Regions from separate parts of the Pan troglodytes genome. Here region 1 is linked to region 2. The links are chromatin contacts, called in public Hi-C maps. All regions are on one chromosome and are shown on one strand. Each heading gives the region's core, a stretch centred on a gene start, on an enhancer-like site or on the middle of the called end of the contact. The rest is flanking DNA. Distances are from core to core; before and after follow the strand shown. Region 1 holds the start of TPM1 (tropomyosin 1). Region 2 overlaps TLN2 (talin 2).

Region 1 (7,578 bases), core at 2,318-4,817, 260 kb after region 2:
GAGCCTCTAGGCCAAGAATGTTGAATGTTGTGCAGGCTGTCATGCCACCATGATTTGGTAAGCTTTTTACTTTCAAGGAATATAGACTCGCTTATGTAACCTCAAGAAATACAGGGGGTTATTATAAGGACCCCTGGAACTGAAATTTGGTCATATTCTCCCAATCTCTTTCTCTAAATGGTGCTTCTGTTTATCTTGATATGCCTGCTTCATTCTTTCTCTATAATCACTTCTCTGCTTTTTCATAACTTAGCTGATGCATGCCTATTGTGCTGTATTAGTCAGGAGAAGCTAGTTATGCTTCAGTAACAAACAACCCCCAATCTCAGTGGCCTAAAATAACAAAGATTTATATCTTATTCTCACTACATGTCCACCAAGGGTTAGTTGGGGGGAAAGAGGGAGCCACTTGAAAACCCACAATGACAGAGCAGCCACAGTCTTGAAAAATGAACATGGTTAGTCGTGAGCTCTTCCACAGTCTTGAAAAATGAACATGGTTAGTCGTGAGCTCTTTAAGTATCCACCAGAAGTCATTTCTGCCCACGTTTCCTTGGCCAAAGCAAGTCAAATGGCCACAGCCAACTTAATTGGGTGGGATGTACAATGCTACCACGACATTGACTGGGGAGAAAGCCTAAAAAATTGTGAATAACCTTAATCACTTTTACACGTGGCATTTCCAGCCCGACACTGCAATCCCTTTTTGTTTCAGCAGCCACAGCTAGTGATTCCCATTTTTCACGTTCCTTAATTCAAACTGCAATGAAAGAAGCTGAGTGGCGCAGTTCATCATTGCCTGACAAGCCACAACGCCAAGTCCCTGGTTAGTATTTAGATCCGTCCTTGAGTCGTGGCCAATCAGCCAGAGAACAGGGATACACACTACATACAGCCTGTGACTGTCCAGCCTACCTCTGGAGAGGACCAGGAGACCTGTTCACTACAGAAGAATGTGTTATTTAAGTCATGACGTTTTGCTTGTCCTAGCTTTGTCTTAGCCCTTGGTGACAAAAAGGTCATGGGTGGTATAGCCCATGAAGCTGACTTGGGCCTGACACATGGCAGAATCTCAACACGGGTTAAAAGAAATGATTGAATTCAGGACCTGCTATGTTAACCCATCAGTCTAGAGATCAATGATGTGGTACTAAGGGATTTTAAAAGTTAGCGTTGTATAGCTCCATTTCCATACTTTGACACCATAGGTTTCGACCTCTGAATATAGGCCCTAGGTGAGGGAGTCTGGGAGAGGAAGAGGTGAAAAGAAGAGACATCGATGGCTTTAAACTATACAATAAGGTCTGAATGTCTGAATCTGGAATTCAAGGCCCTTAATCATACAGCCCCAAGCTTCCTTTCCAGTCTCATGCCCCCATTCACCCCCAAAATCCTACTGTCCAACCACCACCAAACATTCCTTTTTCTTTCCTTGGCGCATACAACGGCCCTCCTCTCTAGCTAACTGCTACCCTTCCTTTAAAATCAGTTTAAAAGCCATCACCTTTTCAGAGAATTTTTTCCCATCTGCTCTGACCTAGTCATTTCTATTTCTTCCTCGTGTGAATTCTTAACACCTTTCTCATGCCAAACACCTGGAGGACATAGACCTGTGCTACTCATTCTTTGGATTCCAGAGCCTAGTACCTGCCTAGTATATAGCAGGTACTCAACAACCGTGTGTTTAATAAATTGCTTGTAGCATGATTTCATTTAAGGAAACTTTAATGAGTCCCTCGGCTACATATGGCACAGTAAGAAAAGAAAAGTCAGTAACATGTGGTCCCGCAAGGAGTTTCTCTAGTTCAGTTGCCTCTTTTTATAAGTGAGAAAAAAGGCTTAGAGAGATTGTAACATGGCTAAGGTCACACTGCAAGGAAGTGACCAGGCCAGGTCTGGATCCCTGGAACTGACTCCTAACTCCCTATTCTTGCCTCCTCTGCTGAGCTCCAACCTGGGGAGTCAGCTCCCTGGAGTCCACGCATCTGGATATCGTCCACATGCCTGGAACTTTGTCACTGTTCCGGTGGCTGGGTTGACACACCGTGATTAAAGGGCTCTGGTCAATTTCTGTGCCACGCAGCCCCTATGCTAATGGTCAGATCTAATGTTCTGACCATTAGGTCAGTGTATCTTTTCCCTCCTGGGCAGTTAGGTTAGTGGAAGAAACCCGATAAAATCTTGGAGAGGAATTTGATCATTCTCTGAAGGACTTACAAGTTGTTTGGCCTGCCTAATCTGCTCAGATACCGTCCGGGGAATATTCGGTAACCATGCAGTACAGACTGTGAATTATTCTGTGGGGACTATTAACAAGACCCTCACCAACCCTGCCTCAGCTGATCTCAGGGCTTGGGGGCAGCCCCCCTCCTTCCCTCCCACTGAAGCTCTGAAAAAAAGCAGCCTTTCCCCCTTGGGGGATGGGAGGAGTAGTTAAAAATAAGAAGTGTTGGGGGAAATCCTCCTCCTTCCAAGCACAGCTCACCCGGCAGAGCCTCCTCAGAGTTGCGGCTGCGGATGCAATGACTTAGCCAGGTTAACGCCGATCCCATGTTTTCCGAAACCTGGCACCTAAGCATCTCACATGGAAGGCCGACTCCCTAAAATCAGTGCAAGAAAAATGATAACAAGTTATATCCGGAGGGACCTCGGGGATTATCTACCCGCTGGATTTAAAGTTGAGGAAGCCGCGGGCAGCAAACAAGGTCTCACAGTTGCTGGTGGCAGAGTAGAGACCACAGACCAAATTGCCTAAGTCTAAACTCAATGTTCTTTCCCCTTAGACTGCCACCCGCACACACACGCACACATGCACACCTTTTTGGAGGCACTGCACAGCAAGCACAGAAGTACGCCACTGAGTCCTGTGTCCCTAAAGTATTTGACTGTCCCTCCGCTGGGGGAAAGGGCAGGCAGAAAACAAGACTCCGTGTGCTGTCGCTGTGCCGCCCCCTGCCTCTCTGACCCGCGCCCGCAGAGAAAGTCTCAAGAGCCGCCCCAGGCTTTCTCCCACGTTCTCCCTTTCTCTGCTGCAGTTGAGTTTCCAGAGCGTAAGCGCGCAGGATGACACCTGGCTGGCTGAGAGCTGCCGGGGAGGCGCTGGCGGGTGCCGAGAGCGCACTGACCCTGACGCAGGGTGCGGCACGGCTGGGAAGCCCCCGGGCCTTTGGCTAAGCGCGCCGGAGGACGGCACAGGGGGGCGACGCGCATCCACCACCTGGTCCGCGCTCTCCCGGCCTCCGGCAGCTCAGGGCGGGCTCGGTTGGGGACCCTAATGGCTGGGTGCCGGCCCTGGGAGAAGGGGACGCGGAGGGCGGAGGGTTGCGCCTCGGCCCCGGCTCAGCCCCAACGCCCTCTCCCTGGCGCGCAGGTTTAGAAACAGGGCGGCCTCTCCGGCCGCCGCCTCGGCGGCTCGGGTCCCCATATATAGTCATATCCACCGTCAACTGGGAGGCCGGCGGCCGGCAGCGAATGGGCGAGCGGCCCCCGCGGGAGGAGCGGGGAGGGGGCACGGGGCGGAGGGAGGAGAGGAGGAAGGGGGGCAGGAGAAAAAAGCTTTTCCAAAAAAGTATTGGCTGTCTTGAGGAATGCGGTCGCCCCCTTGGGAAAGTACATATCTGGGAGCAGCAGGCGGCTCCGCGCTCGCACTCCGGCTCCTCCGCCCGACCGCGCGCTCGCCCCGCCGCTCCTGCTGCAGCCCCAGGGCCCCTCGCCGCCGCCACCATGGACGCCATCAAGAAGAAGATGCAGATGCTGAAGCTCGACAAGGAGAACGCCTTGGATCGAGCTGAGCAGGCGGAGGCCGACAAGAAGGCGGCGGAAGACAGGAGCAAGCAGGTCTGCGCCTCCCCGGCCCTGCGCCCGCGCCCAGAGCGCCGGGACTCGGGCCTGGCACCCCCGGCTGGATCCCCACCCCGAGGACTCGGGGAGCCACCACCCTACCCCCACCACCACCCAGGGCGGCCAGGGCGCGCGTCTGGAAAGAAGGAAGGGAAACGCAAGAGCCAGGCTTAGTCTAACTTTGTAGTCTGGTCTGAGGACGCTTATTTCCCTTCTCTGGTTCCCATGGCCCGCGAAATCAAGTCCTAGAGGCGCTTTATTCTCAGGACTGGGAATCAGTTTGGGGGAGGGAGGAGGACACCCGGTTCCCGGGGACGTTTGAAGGAAGGGCGAGGGATGGAGAAAGGGGGTCGAGTAACTCAAGTGTTAGAAGTTCGTTGACTTTTGACTGGGGAGAAAGGAACCTTAAACTTGGGGAGGAGAGGGGAGTCCTGGAGTTGTTACCTAAGAACAAAGATGGGGCGGAATGGAGGCTACAGCCCGAAAGCCAGGCCAGCAGTGGCGTTCTTCTGTGTCCCCAAGTAGTGGACTTGAGCCCGCTGAGACCTCGGCAGGAGTCTCGTCCCAGGGCAGGTGGGTGTGCGGGGTGAGCCGCGGAGCGGTTCCAGCTCGGGTAAAGAGGAAGTTACCTCGGGTCCTTTGCACTCCAACTCGGCGGCTCCCCGAGCCCGAGGGGCCCCAGCCAACCCGACGCCCGTGTGTTGTGTGTGTCTAACACCCGGTCCGTGCCGGCCGCCCGCGCCCGCCCGCCGCTGCCCCCAGCTCGAGGAGGACATCGCGGCCAAGGAGAAGTTGCTGCGGGTGTCGGAGGACGAGCGGGACCGGGTGCTGGAGGAGCTGCACAAGGCGGAGGACAGCCTCCTGGCCGCCGAAGAGGCCGCCGCCAAGGTACCCGGGGCGCGCGGCACGGCGTGGCGCACGAATGGCTAACTCTTTCTCTTTCTCTCTCTCCCTCCCTGTCTTTCCCTCTGTCTCTCCCGCTGTCCCTGTCCTTCTGGTTCTGTGCACCCACACCCCTCCCCTTCGGGATCACGCTGCCTGCTGCACCCCCCTCCCTCCCTGTACCCCCTGGCCAACTCCCAGCTGGAAGATGAGCTGGTGTCACTGCAAAAGAAACTCAAGGGCACCGAAGATGAACTGGACAAATACTCTGAGGCTCTCAAAGATGCCCAGGAGAAGCTGGAGCTGGCAGAGAAAAAGGCCACCGACGTAAGTGCACGCTCACACTGCTTCCCTCACCTCTTGCCTGCGTGGCCACTCCGGGGTCACCACAGGGCTGGAGAGCAATGGAGGAAGTTTACCTTTTCCTGCTGGACACCTGCACACAGCCCTGCCATGGCCCAGAGCATTGGATGCCGCCTCTGACTGCTACTGCACACATTCATTTATATTTCATCCACTCCTCTCTTCTTCTCCTTTCCTTTACCTCCCTGGGGGTGGAGGTGGGTGGATGAGAGGCTGGGAGAATAGAGCAGCTGAAATTGGACTCTGGAGGTGAACTTCACCTCCCTGGTGGCAGAAAACCCTTGAGGTGTCATCACCAAGGTTTGTGTAGAGAATGCCAGGTTTTCTTCACTTTCTTTCCTTTTGCCATCTCCAGTGGGTGGGAAGTTCTGGGTTTGGTGGTGGGGCTAGTCAGGGTTCAGAGAACCTGGCCTCTAAATGAAAGAAATGACACAGCGGTACCTTTACTTAGATGGCTGCACTTCATGGTGGGGCACAGAGGCACTTTGAGGCTTCCTTTCTCATTAGTGTAAGCCTTAATCCACCCCTTAAGATCTGCCTGGGAAGATGATACTTGCTTGGGTCTGCAGTCTGAAGGCACTAGATCCAGAAAGTAAGCTGTGAGTTATATATAGCTCAGTGCTTTATATGGTATAGTGAGCTAGCTGCCCCCTGCCCCTCCTGCTGGCCCCGCCCCCACCTGTCAGCCTTCTGACAACCACCACATAGTTGCAGGGGTGATGCACACAGCTAAGGCTCTCCTAAGCTCTTTGTCCACTGCCCTTTGGAAGCTTTTTAATTGAGGTCTTGCCTCTTCTGCCTCGGAAAGTCAAGCCAAAGGACCAACTTCTTTTCACACCATTGGATTCCATTCTAAAAGCTAATTAAGCCTAGAGGCCCAATTAGAAAAGAATTCCTTGGGAAGTTGGTAACAATTCCAAGAATGTGTGAGCACCAGGGAAAGCTATGCCAGCAGTTGAAACACTGAGAGCAACAGCAGACTTTTTTATATGAAAGTAATATGCAAATAACTGAAGGGTCTCAGGTCTTGAAATTAGCAAAGTCTTTTGTAGCATGAAAGGCTTGAGATGTATATCCAGGTGTGCTTTGTAAATGAGAACTCCAGAGAGGACATTTAGGATCTGACAAAAAGAAATTTTCAGTGAAAATCAAGCTTCCTGGAAAGGGGATTTGGGGGGAAGCACTGATTTTGCTAAAACATTTAAATTCTAAACTACCTGGCTTTGGAAAAAGAGCCAAAAACCATATATAACTCTGAGCCTACTTTGTATAATGCAGATCAGATGCCTGCTCTATATATGGCTAAATGGAAGATGCCTGCCTCCCGCAAATTCTCCAGCAGGACGTTTATTTAGCTTTTTCAAAAGAGCTGCTAATAGATCAAGGAAAGATATTCCTTATAAGGAAAAGAATGCAGAGAATTTGAAAATAGCCCAGTAAGACTGAAGGCAAAAGAGGGAGAAAAAGGTTACTACAATTCTTAAGGGAAAAAAATAGGATAATAATTATTGTAACTATGTAGTGCTAACATGTCTTTATTGAAAAGTCTTGTTGAAGGGAGCACTGGAATGGGGTGGGGCAGAAATGGGAAAGAAGTTATTTAAAGTCAGCTGGTGTGGGAAGCAGCAGGGGAGGGAGCTTCTTGAATCTTGTTTTGGTTATTTTTCCCACTGGGAAACTGCCCCTAAATCTGGCATATATGGCTTTTTTGGTAGTGTATTGATCACATTCCCTTTTAGGACACTTTAGGTTGTCTGGAGTTTGGAGCCCGTAGGAATATTGAAGAAGTTAGTGAAGAAATGCTATACAGTCATTTGTTGATTAATGAAGGGGGATAAGGTCTGAGACATGTGTCATTAGGTGATTTATTCATTGTGCAAACACCATAGAGTACATGGTACTTACACAAACCTAGAGGGTTTAGCCTACTAAACACCTAGGCTACAAACTTGTACGGTGTGTTACTGTACTGAATACTGTCAACAATTGTAACACAAATCACCAGGCGATAGGAATTTTTTAGTTCTATTGTAATCTTATGAGGCTACTCTCATATATGCAGCCCCTCATTGACCAAAACATCATTATGCAGTGCATGACCATATTGAGAGTATTAGTTTTTTATTTACTAAAAAATAGTCAAAACTTGAGGAGGAAGAGACAGATGTCACTAGAAGAAGGGAGAAGTCCGGTAAGGGAGAAGTCAGCTTCCTGAGGTGGAATCGTATTACCTTTGGGATTAGGACATTTCATTGTCATTATTCACCAATGTAAAACACTTTTACATTTTTCTACTATTATTACTAAAAACATTTTTCTACTACTTTACCGATGTACTTTACAAATCCTATTCTGGAAGTGGGCTCTACCTAGCTTAGAAGATTGTCATTCAGGAGTAGTATCCCTGATGGTCTTGTTTCGAATTTTGTGTTGTCTTTCCACCTAAGTCAAAAGTGAGGCTGAAGGGGATCGAAGACTCCATTTTTTTCTGGC
Region 2 (6,694 bases), core at 940-3,439:
CATTTTCCTAATTGACCACTTGGCCGCAATCTCATCTCTGACTCTGAACTTTATGGCACAGAGCTGCCAGGGAAATCTCAAATACGTCATTGCTTACCCCAGATCCCACTGTTGTCGTCATGATTTCAAGGTTTTCTATAAAACAGATGCAGCCTCATTCCCACTGCTGTCAACAGCCCCCTCCTGTTCAGGTCAGGATGACCTCACTAGACTCACTCTGCCTGTATTCATTTCTGTTCACTTTGTCTCTTCGCCTGCAATACCATTCAGCAACCAGTGGTGATGGTGAGGATGGTGGTGGTGAAGATGGGTTGCCTGTTTCTTCATCATTGACGTTATCATCTTTATCATCAGCATCTTCATTATGGTCATTCTCTCCTCTTCCTGTATATAGTTCTTGACCAGGTGTAGTGTTGATTTTTACTGTAACCATGTGATGCCTGGAAGTTACCACTGAAGGACTAGAGATCAGAGTTTAAGTAACCAGCCCGAGGTTCATTCACAAGCCTTGGAAACACATTTTGAATACAAATCTCCTACACCAATATGTCCCCAAGCCTTCAAGGGACATAGTCCCATTGTCTCAGTTCTTCCACCCCACAGTGATCTTGCCCTTCTCTCAGTTCCTATTGCATTTATAGTCAGGTGAGCAACAACTTATTCCTAGTGCTTCTAATCCCTTCTGTTCCCCGATTGTGCTCATAAAGAACGGTTCCGTGGATAGCCATGGACTCGACCATTCCTCAGGAAGTGCTTCCTGATGGAGAGTCCGCCTCCTTTCCCACCTCATCTTCTGGCACTTTGCGCTTCCCTAGAAGTGTCAGGCTGGCTCCCGCCTCCATGTACGTGAATTCTGTTCCCTTTTCTTGGGATGCCTTTCCCACCTTTTACATGTGGCAGACTCTTTGCCTGGTAAGACTTGGCTGAAACATCACTCCTCTGGAAGGCCTCCCACTCCTCTCAGGCAAGGCTGGGAGCCTCTCCTTGCCATGTACCCTGAATGCCTTATGTGCCCTTCTGTTGAAGTCCTTATTGCACAAGTTGGGTAATTGAGTTGACACTGGGCGAAAGAATCTATGAGGCCCTCTCTGTTTTTCAGAGTTCCTAATTCTCGTAAATACAGTCTACACTTCAGCAGGCTTCTTATGACCTTTGGATTCTTTTCCTCTCCTCTGTAGCTGGATGAAGGCACTCCTCCAGAACCAAAGGGAACATTTGTCGACTATCAGACGACTGTGGTTAAATACTCCAAAGCCATTGCGGTGACAGCTCAGGAAATGGTAAGAGGGAAGAGAGCTGCCCTCCCCACTGTTGTTTGCCTTTTTATCCACTGCCGCCGCTGAGCCTGCAAATCCCAGATCTGTGTCAGAGAGAGAGCCCAGATCACTCTCTAGTCCCTCGGGGGCTCCAGCTTCTGTCCTTTATCTGTGGTCTTTCTGGCTGCCTGTGTCCAGTAGCCCCAGTCTGCTGCAGTTCTTATCTCATGAAAAAGCTGCAAGAGGGAATTAAAGATGGCTGAGACTTGGGCATGAGGACAGAGGAGCAAAGGAAGGAGAGAAAATGAAAAGACGGGGGAAAGCAGGGAATTTGTAGTTAAGGAGAAAGGGGGAGAATCTTATTCACCTCACGAAGGACTTGAGGTGTTTTTAGTAGATTAAAATAACAGTACAAGAGAAGATATTTGGGGATAAAATAGAACAGAGATGACATTATCTGATGAAATCAAGTTATAATACTTGGAAAATAAGGTATTGCCAGTCTTTCAGGCAAAATGAAACAGTATGGTTATGTAATAAGAAAAAAAAAATTCCGACAGTAGAAGGCATACAACTTTTGGAGGTAATGTTTTGGTTTGGTTTGGTTTTTGTTTTTTTGTTTGCTTGTTTGTTTTTCTAAAATGTAATGCAACTAGAACTGTATTATATAGATTCTTAGATATAAATGGCATTGAGAGATAGTGAATGCTATCTGATATGTTAAGCAGTTATACGAAAGATGACAAATGTTGTCTTCAAAGAATTGATAGGAGTCCATAGAAAAAGTTTCTCCCAACTTTTAAAGGCTCAGATGCCGTAAGATAAAAGTTCGAAAGATGCCTCTTTGATACTTGCCACATAAGCCTGGGCTGAGAAATCAATGGGCCTTCCTCGCTGAAGTGAGCAGAATGAGCCACCACGTGGTTGCTGTGCCCAGGTCCCCTCTGAGTGGTTTTGTCATGTAATCATGTGTCCACTAGGGGTTGAGCTTGGACCACAAAGTCATCCCTGGCTGCTGCCATTCATTTATGGAAACTCTGTGATTGTGCCAGGCTTGTTTAAAAGAATTCGGGCTGGGGAATGGTACACCCATCTCAGTGTTTTGTGAAAAACTGGAGCTGAGCCCAGTCTTGTCCTTCTCAGGGGAGCATGGAGGACGGATCCTAGTCCGAGCCAGCAGACTTTCAGCACAGATTCCTGTTGAGCAGGAAGCACAGTGCAGCAGCAGTCATGTTTGGGCAGCCTCACGGTGTTTCTGAAATGTCTCCAGAGCCAGGTCCTGAGCTGCCTTGGCTTGACCCTGGGTGTCCATGAGCTTAAGGAGCTGAGCCTCAGGCTGCATGGCCACTCCTGAGATAACTGGCCTGGCTCTTTGTGTGAAAGAGGCCCTTCTCACCCCGTCAGGATGCCCAGACTCCCAGTGTACCTGTTGGCAGGTCGCAGTGGAGCAGCACGTGGCAACACTCACTCTCGTGCAGCTCAGTGTGCGTTCCTTGGCGGCCACATCTCAGCCTGAAGCCTGGGACGTGTCCTTGTACACATGCCTTAGGGTGGACATTCCTGTCCTGCCTTGATGGATGGAGAGTCATTCAAAAGACATTTTAAAAGGCTGTTTAAAATCAAGGTCTTAAAAGGCCACAAAGAAAGAGACAGTATTGTTATCCAGAGCAAGAGGAGGTGGAGCAGGAGGGGAGCCCCTTGATGAGGGACAGTGACACCCGTCTGGGTGGCAGATTAAAACTGCTTTTGTGAGAATTTAGAGGTATTTTTGTCCAGAGGAAGAGGAAACACTAGAAACTAGCATGCCAGCTGCCTTAGATAATTGAGATGCATCAGTCAATGAAACAGAGAAAAATCCTGAGTATCTTCATAATAAAGGCAGAACTTGACCATGTGGGCTACACACTACTCTTAACTAAATTTGTGGCTAAAACCTTGTCATTCTTTGGCACAAATTTACTGCAAAGCTGTATCCTCTATGAGTGTTTTCCTTTAAAACACTGACTTATCCAGCACTTGTCATTCATGGTTTTCTTAACAGCCCTGTCCTCATGCCCTCTCTCACCTGGGTGGGACCTGCTTCAGGGCACCCAGAGACCAGATCAGCCCCCGACAGAAGCCTTGGCCCAGGGGTGAGAATCGCATAGGGCTTGTGCCTCCTGGGGGTTTCTAGGGGGAATTCCTCTGGTGACCCCCCAGGGCTGCGCTGGCGAGGGGCTGGCACATTCACCTGCCAGAGGGTGGGCCCTGGGCGCTGGCTCCAAGCTGCACAGCCCGAACGCTGAGCATGTGCCCACTGGGCCCGACCAGAATCTATGGCCTGAGCGGGGCCCTGCGAGGGCTCTGGCCTTTTGTGTGCAATGCAGCATGGGCTTGGCTTGAATTGCCCTCTCCAGCATCTAGCCCCAAATGCAAGGCCTGGCCTTCACCCCCTCAGGAGCTTAAAAGTGAATGAAACCCTTTGGCTTCCAGTGATATTAACACATGGTTCTCATGCGTTTCTCTGTGTGTATGTGTGTGTGTGTGTCTTGCTTGTTTTCTTTTTCCAGATGACTAAGTCGGTTACTAACCCGGAGGAGTTGGGAGGACTGGCTTCACAAATGACCAGTGACTATGGGCACCTGGCTTTCCAGGGCCAGATGGCAGCAGCCACGGCGGAACCAGAGGAGGTCTGCCACCTTAAGACCCCTATTTTAAGATGCACACACACACTGGTGCCCACTCCTGGGTATTTCTTCATAGCTTAGCTCCACTCTAGAAGGCCCCAGCCCAGTAACCAGAGCCCAGTTTATTTCCCCACCACTGCACAGCACAGGTCCAGACCAGGTAGCCCCAGGCTGTACTCAAGTCTCACTGCCCCTTATGGGGCAGACTGGCCAAGAACTGGGGCATGGGCTTTCAGACAGAAGGACTTTGTATACAATGTTCTACCAGGTCCCCTGTCCCTAGCCCTGTCACCTGTCTCTATTAGCATGCCCAAGCTTGGGACTGCCATCTTATCACTTCCTACTCCAGTTAGCACATCCCCCGCAATTATTTTTGTTTTCCATAGGTTCACAGAAGTGTTGAAAGATTCAAGTATGAAAATTAGCTATCCCCCTCCCTAGAAAGAGCTACTTTCATGAAACAAAGTCTTGCCTGAATATTCTGGGTGGCTAAGAATTGGCCCAGACATACCTCCTGTGGACTCCTTTTATTACTTCCCTGCCTTTCCTAGACCAGCTTTCCTTAGTGGCCAGTGTAGACTTGGCTTTAGAATGCCTGTACCCGTAAGAGTCTAACGGTAGCCAAAGTTGGGCCCCAAAGGCCACTTTCTAAGAGCTGCCATCTCTCATACTTCTAATGGGGTCGTCCATTGGGAAGGACACAGGTCATGTGTGGCTCCAAGGAGCTTTGTAGCATCTATATCAGTGTGAACACATAGAAGGAGTCCAGGGCTTGGGGAACCACATGGCTTCTTAGAGAAAGGAAGCCCAATTTAAAATGAAGATTAATGGAGTGGATTACAGGGACACTTGAAAGATAAAAGTAATTATATTCTGTGAAATTCAGCAAGCTGTTTATTGAGCGCAAACCCTGTTCGAGACGTTCCTAAATGAACTGAGTTGTCAAGGCAGAAGGTTGTAATTGGTCTTCTCTTCTCCTTATAGTGACAGTCACTGTCCCCAAGTAACTCAGTGCTGCTGTTTCTCCTGGGAGTCAGATCTAAGTATGTTTTTACAGAGACTCCGAGAGATATTCCAGAAATGAAGTCCCAAAACAAATCACTTTCTAATGTGTGTGGTAACAATGCATGTAAATAGGAGTACCATATATATATGTACTTGCATACATATATATCTAGCATGGGATTACTTAAGTCTATAACAGTGCCTGCATTTTGAGATATTAGAATAATTGACTAGGCTGTAGCATGAATAATTCTATTTGCAATGAGTGTGAAGTCACTACCAAGAAAAGAGAGTTATCAGATACCCACATTAAGATTCTATTGATTCTTTACACATGCCTATCATTTTTTTTTAAATAGACTCCCTGTTTTAGTAAGATCATCTAGATTTATCATTCATTTGACTAACCTATAATTTTGAACTCCATAAACAAATGTAAGGGAACTTCTGTTACAGTAAGGAAAAGTTTGCTTGGACAAAAGGAAAAGTGAGCTGGGCGTGATGGCTCACACCTATAAGCACTTTGGGAGGCCGAGGCGGACAGATCACTTGAGGTTAGGAGTTCAAGACCCAGCCTGGCCAACATGGCGTACCCCCTTGTCTACAAAAATACAAAAATTAACTGGGCGTGATGGCGTGCGCCTGTAATCCCAGCTACTTAGAAGGTTGAGCCAGGAGAATTGCTTGAACCCAGGAGGTGGAGGTTGCAGTGAGCCAAGACTGTGCACTGCCCTTTAGCCTAGGCAACAGAGTGAGACTCCATCTCAAAAAAAAAAAAAAAAAAAGGGAAGAAGTGTTTGGCAAGGGAGGTTTGGATATCTGTCCACAGAAACCTTTAAAAATGGAATCTACCACCATCTGCCTTAGGTAGTTTAACTGCTGTCTCCCTGAACTGTCTGTATGGCCCTTTCCACATGAGTTCTTGTAAGCTACCCACCCAACGTGTGAAATAAGCAGATTTTTTTTTATTACGACAGAGACCATTGAACCAAAATATAAAATAATGCCAAAACAGCAAGGAAAGAGAATGTGTTGCTAAAAGCACAACAACAGGTTACTTTGGTTATTGGCCCTGCATTTGCAGCAGCTGACGTTTTCATTAAGGTTTTCCTTTTCACTGTTACATCTTGAGATGTATTTTACATTCCAGACAGGAGAGCAGTGTGACCTGGAGTGAAAAGGAGCAGAGAGAATATAAAATTTCCAGTGGCTTGCTAAGGAAAATTCTTTGTGTACATTTGCCAGACAGATATTTGGGGAAAACTGAGAAGGTTAGGAGATCCCTGAAGCAATGTAGTTTTTTATTCCAAGATCGTGGAATTATTTGTTTACCCAAGAGGGCCCCCTATCACAGCATATGAAAATATTTATATCCAGGGGAAATAAGGAGCTGCTCCCTTCGCTGCAGTCCCACAGTCCGCTATGCAAGGTCAGCATTTTGGTCTTTTCCAGAATGTGACAATTACAGGAAAAGTCATAGCTCTGCCCTGGAACATCAAGCAGGAGCTTTATCTGCTTATTTTTCATGGAAAATTCAAGGCTTTGTTAACATCACTTTGAAAACTTCTTTCTTTGGAAAAGTTAAAAGCCTCCAGCAGCTTTGCAATTTAAGATTATTTTCCCCTTAAAAAAAGAAGAAGAAAGAACTCGAGATCCTATGAGCCACAACTTCTAAATGTAAATCCTGAGGAAAAGATTTAGCGACAACAGCTTTGTCTCTGAGGAAAATGTGCAGTAACCACTTGAAATACTGGATGCCTTAAAAGC

What was found. Hi-C and Micro-C count contacts between places; a contact is called where the count stands out from the background.
Region 1: a Hi-C map of stem cell-derived neural progenitor cells shows a contact between it and region 2, with 7 times the contacts expected there. The contact joins the promoter of TPM1 here to the enhancer-like site in region 2. A contact is called at or near these places in 2 of 7 Hi-C or Micro-C datasets (blood and stem cell-derived neural progenitor cells), 1 of 1 datasets of contacts at active chromatin or transcription factors (stem cell-derived excitatory neurons) and 1 of 1 other capture datasets (stem cell-derived neural stem cells).

Annotation. Positions count from the first base shown.
Region 1 is chr16:55,029,440-55,037,017 of NHGRI_mPanTro3-v2.0_pri, forward strand. It overlaps TPM1 (tropomyosin 1), which reads left to right and starts at 3,568. Exons shown (of 9, transcript XM_001173721.5): 1 at 3,568-3,837; 2 at 4,924-5,049. The coding sequence starts at 3,724.
Region 2 is chr16:54,770,127-54,776,820 of NHGRI_mPanTro3-v2.0_pri, forward strand. It overlaps TLN2 (talin 2), which reads left to right. Exons shown (of 59, transcript XM_063794170.1): 44 at 1,179-1,280; 45 at 3,806-3,925. Among named protein-coding and RNA genes, the nearest start is that of MIR190A, 41 kb to the right of the region's middle. Within about 2 kb of position 2,190, at least 7 of the 24 cell types and tissues checked have an H3K27ac peak or open chromatin away from gene starts, as enhancers often do. A contact at or near this core is called in stem cell-derived neural progenitor cells and stem cell-derived neural stem cells, where this site is marked.